2 separate regions of the Zea mays genome follow, and region 2 is linked to region 1. A link is a contact called in public Hi-C data. All regions are on one chromosome and are shown on one strand. Each heading gives the region's core, a stretch centred on a gene start, on an enhancer-like site or on the middle of the called end of the contact. The rest is flanking DNA. Distances are from core to core; before and after follow the strand shown. Region 1 holds the start of LOC100279928. Region 2 holds the start of LOC100191609.

Evidence for each region. Hi-C and Micro-C count contacts between places; a contact is called where the count stands out from the background.
Region 2: a Hi-C map of ear shows a contact between it and region 1, with 2.2 times the contacts expected there. The contact joins the promoter of LOC100191609 here to the promoter of LOC100279928 in region 1. A contact is called at or near these places in 2 of 25 Hi-C or Micro-C datasets (bundle sheath and ear).

The regions. Positions count from the first base shown.
Region 1 is chr8:169,164,622-169,167,327 of Zm-B73-REFERENCE-NAM-5.0, forward strand. LOC100279928 reads right to left here and starts at 1,326. Exons shown (of 19, transcript NM_001152878.1): 1 at 1,086-1,326; 2 at 729-921; 3 at 556-645; 4 at 376-432; 5 at 198-267. The coding sequence starts at 1,234.
Region 2 is chr8:169,322,404-169,325,109 of Zm-B73-REFERENCE-NAM-5.0, forward strand. LOC100191609 reads left to right here and starts at 1,366. Exons shown (of 1, transcript NM_001137038.1): 1 at 1,366-2,134. The coding sequence starts at 1,394. The coding sequence ends at 1,861.

The DNA.
Region 1 (2,706 bases), core at 76-2,575:
ATATAGCGCAAGTAAAATATCAATGCTTTTTACTTATATAACATATTTTTCCTTATTTACTGGTGGCTCATGTTGGGTTGCATCTCTAGCCTATCATGACTTTTTGCATCTAGGCTTTTTTGTTGTGTCATATTACCAGTCTACAAGTAATAATCTATTTATTCCAACAGAGGTCATCATTCACCAAGAACACTTACCAGCAGCAAATGTGCTAGATTCAGCGCTGTTAGTGCCATAACGCCATCTCCCGTCACTTTGGCTAAGTGCCTACAGTAACAATGGCAAATATATAAGACAACACTGAATTGAAGAGGAAAACACACATTGCAAAAACTAGATATGGAAAAATCGACTGCTGTATCAAATTGTGATCACCTTAATGGCATGAAATGTACTTTCTGCATCAGGCAGAACAACATTATGGCCTTGTTCCTGCAAAAGGAAATGGAAAACAGATAAAAATATCAATTACCACATAAAATTCAAGTACACAGGAGTAGTCATGAGTAACAGAGAAGTATCAAAGTAAAATGCATTGGAGGGTCAGGGAGTGACCTTAATGCTAAGCAAACCTCCCACAGAATAGTAGAATTCCAACAGGGAATTGGTATCCTTAATCACTGCCTTGAGTCTCGCCACAACACCCTGCCAAAACAGAACAATACCAAAACCCCATCAAACATCACAATACAGGTAGCAACATCGAGATCTCTAAAACCAACACGCACATCATACACGCCGGCATCAACGCCACATCCCAGCGCGCCACTGATCCGGACTGCGTGGAACAGATCTTTCGCGGTGGAATCGGTGGAAGCCAGGTTCTCCGCGGCAAACTTGCACGCCTTCCCAGATAAACTATTATATTTCTCCAGCCCGAGTATCTGGAATGTTTTCACTGCCTCATACGTACTCTCCAAACTGCACAGTACACGCAGATCAAAACCACCAGGTAAGCACACATAAGCATGAATTTCAATCAGGCAGATCGATGTGCGCCCAGCTGGGATGTCTACTGTGTCCGCGAGGCGGGGTGGCCGAGATCGGGAAGACGTAAGGCGCTCGAGAGTTGGTAGTGCACTTACTCGCCAAAGGATCCGTCGGCGGAGGGGGCGAAGAGCTCCTCGGCAGCGGATCTGTGCGCATCGGAGACTGGGCGAACGGCGGAGGAGATGGGAGCGAAGGCTACGGCGAGGAGGAGGAGGGCCGCCGGTGCCGGACGCCTCCCGGCCATGGCGATGGCAGTTGCCGTGGCCAATAGGATGTGAGGATTGAGAAGACTGGGCGTGTGAGAGTGGGAGTGGCCAGATCTGGAGGTTGAAATTGTGGAGCGGGAGCAGTCGCAGGCTCGCAGCACCGCCGATGGTGTGTCCGCTTGTCCGGAGCGGGAACGGCTCGAGACGGCAGGTGGTTAACCGAACTTTTTTGGTTCGTTTTTTTGAAGTTTTGTTTTAAAAATGAAAATCGAAAATCTGTTTGAAAAAGAGGAAACCAACACTCTAGTTAACCGAAAACTTTGGTTTGATTTTTGGTTTAACCGAACAAATTGACCTTACAGAACACAACACAACATTTTGTAACACCGGAACATTAACACCAGTTTACATATAACATTGCAGTTTACAATAACACCAGAACAATAATATAAAAAACATTTCAATTCATTGCATAAAGCAAGCAATATTTTGCAACACCAGAACAAAAACATTTTTTTGCTATGACCTTTCCAAAACATTTATCTTGGCTCAACAAGTACTATTTGGTGACGTTTGCTAAAGAAATTGTGTCGCGCGGTAAGGCTAACTGCAACGGTGCCCCATGGCAACCCCCTCCCCTTGCATGTCGGCTGTAGGGGGCACTCTACTGCCGCAGCGGTACCCCTACAGCGCCCTGTACGCGTCGGTCCCCTTCTCTCTCCCCCCGGATATAGTATGTCACTGTTCATCTCCCTAAACACTGTGTTGTGGGCCCATGAATAATTGTTAGTAGATAAAAAATTGATAGTTGATATAGAAAATGATATTTTATAGTTGTAGTGGGGTATAGGGGGAGTATTTAGGGGGAACCGCTGCGGGAGATGAAAAAATAGGGAGGAAATAGGGGGGAAAAGTGATATAGGGGGAAAAATTTAGAGGTAATCGTTACGGATAGCCTAAAGGCTCAACAGGCGACGACTATAGGGGCGCAGGGCGACAAAGGCTACGAGGTAGCCAACTGATGGTGAGCCGCGGGTGGGCAGTGACCGGCGGCTCGGGAGGCTGCGGGCGTTGGGTGCTGGCTAGAGTTCGTGAGACCATGAGTGATTGAGCATGAGCACGTTCGTGAACCGTGAATACAGATGGCAATGGCAATGGGGCTTCAATCCCATAATATCACCCGTTGGGAATTAGAGGATGAGTATGGAGAAGTTTCTTCTCCCACGAAAATATAAACAAAAAAAATTCTTCCTCTAGCGGGTAAACGGGTGATGGGGACGGAGAAGCATTCCTCACCCCGGTCTCCGCGAGGAACAGGTAAACTTGCATGTGACGATATTTTCGTATAATATTTAATAAAAAATAATTACCTTGTCACGAGATCACTTATTGTACATATATGTTCATTTTAACGTACATATAAGGATTTATTACATCTAACAATGTGTATAAGTGACAATATTGTGCATTAATAACAAATAAAGTACATTCTAATTAAAATGTAAGTGAG
Region 2 (2,706 bases), core at 116-2,615, 160 kb after region 1:
CCTTGACGCTTCACTTATGGCGGCGCATGATGGGCTGGACCTGACTGGCGACGCGATCGAGGGTAGCCTGGGCGGCGGCCGCGTCGAGCTTGGTCTTGAGCTCATGGACCTCCCACACCTTGCGCAGGTCACACACCTCCATCGCCCCCTCCGTCGAATCGCCAATACACGCCAACGCGGAGTGGATTCAGATGGGTTGGGGCCTAGGGCGGATAGGTAAGCGGACGGGAAGGTGGGCTCCTGTGGGTGGGGGATTGGGGCTGGGCGTTGCAGGAGATGTGAGAGGGACCGCGGATGGAGGAACGACGGCGGCGACGGGAGAGGGGTGGGCGACGGAGTGAGGACCGCGGTGAGCTAGGGGCCGGCGGGAGGCTAGACGGTGGATGGAAGACCGAGTGGGAGGGTTGCTCGCGTGGAGCGGAAGGCACGGGGCGACACACGCAGGCGTGGGCGGACACGGAGTCATGGACGTACGGTGCAGATTCAACAAAGGCGAACAAACGGTGCAGATCTATGGAAGGCAGAACCATGGTGCACGGTGTGGTCTACATTAGGTTCTTATAGAGTAGTAGAGATTTACCGACTTATGGACAGATGGACACGCATAGCCGAAAAAACGAACCAATTCGAACCGAAATATCAGTTTTTCCAGTTTTTGGTTTCGGTTCCCGAATCAGCAGCCCACCTCTCGCTACCCCTTCCCAAACAAAGCCCACCAAAGGCCCACTAGCGCACCTCCCTCACCCTATCACCCAACCCTCAGTATGGGCGTATGGCTGGGCGGTGATGCAGCCGTGCAGCAGCTATGCGAGCTCCGAGCGAGGGCCGCGTAGCAGCGAGCGGGCCACGGAGCGGCGGCGGCGCCACCGAGCGGGAAGCCGGGAACAGCGTGACCCAGCGGCGTCTTGACGAGCGAGGGCGTACGTGCGAGCTCCGGGTGGCACGGCCGCGCGGTGGGTGTGGTCGGCGCATGCAGCTGCCGAGCGAGCTCTGCTGGGCGATCAAGCTGTATGTGACTGGTGAAAAACCAATCTGTATTTCTGTACTGGGGCGAATGGACCGTCAAATGTGGCGCGCGAATATGATCTTTGCTGTGTTTTATTTAATCATTTATGGACTAATGGACCGAACAGGATCGTCGGAGATGCCTAGACCAACACTTGAGTGATGGACCTGAAGAATAAATCCATGGAGGTCGCCTGCCCCAATGCGTGCCTTACCCTACCATTACCAGCCCAGAACAAATGCTGCATGCAATGATGCAACCATATCCTGTGATGTGCTGCAGCCCAATCGATCGGCGCTAGCCGCTAGCACGCCTATAAAATGCCACTTCATTGAAGTAGATCCATGCAGCGCCGAGCCATAGCCACAGCCCACCGCGCGAGCAACGATGTTCAGGTGCCCCAGCAATGGCTACGGCCAACCGCACCCCACCGCGAACTACCACCGCACCCACTCCGGCGAACACGTCACCACCAAGGTCGCCCAGAAACCCTGCCATGCCGGCGGCGCCGTGCAGCAGCACCACGTTGTCCACAAGGAGTCGTCGTTCAAGGAGCTGGACGGGGGTAACCGCCGCTGCTTCGACAACTATCCCATGAACGCTGCTAACAACGCGAACCACCACCGCTACGAGGCCTACGAGGAAACCTACGAGGAAACCAACTGCGAGGAGGAGACGTACGCGTACGGCGCCGGCCGCCACCATGGTCACGGCAGCGGCGGCGGCGGGCGCCGCTTCCAGTACCAGACCCACGAGGAGACCTACGAGGAGGAGGAAGAGGAGGTCGTCGTGGGCGGGGGCGACGGCGCCGGCGCCGGCTGGGCCCAGCTCAGGCGCCCATCCTGCCGCGCATGAGCAGCAGGCACCTGCTCGTACGTGGAATGTGTGGATGCGATGCGAGTCCGGATTGGTGGACGCCACGCGTTGGTTCATGGGTACAATTGCAAATTCTAATAATAACCTGCAGGTGACAACCTAGCTAATCTCGTACGTAAATAAATTGTACTCCTAGTCCCAATCCCCATTAATCCATCGATGCTCTGCATCCACCGTATGTATTCCATGTATGGCTGTGAGTTGTGACACAAGTAAAACCAAATTGACAAAAAAAGATCATGAAATTGCGTGAACAAGTTTGTTGTGCCAGACCGAGGTGTAAGGTTACGGGCTATACACACTACCGCTTCTTTGCCGGCAAAGGTCCTTTTGCACTCGGCAAAACACTTTGCGGAGTACGTGTTACATTCTGTAAATAATATTTGATAAATATTTTATCGGTAAGTGATTTTTTGCTGATAACTGTTTTTGGACATTCGTCAAAGACTTTTCTGAGTGTCGAAAAACACTCGGCAAATTTAAAACCGCAAAAAACCTAAAAAACAACAAAACAATTTTTAAATTAGGGAACAACCCCCAACGACCGCCATTGCCCTACCAATCACCATATCATTTCACTATTTTATCAAATATACATTTTTTTGTGAACGGTAAGATTCGAACTTGCAACCTATCTCTTGCTCATAACCTCCTCTACCACACCACTATATCACATGTGTCCATATTACTTTTTCGAGGCACTAAATGAATTCAATTGAAAATGTTGTCAACTGTAAAGTTGCATAACTTTTTAAGATCTACAACTTTCATTTTGATAGTTTTCTTCATCCAAGTCTGTTTAAAAAAATTGAATTTCAAATATG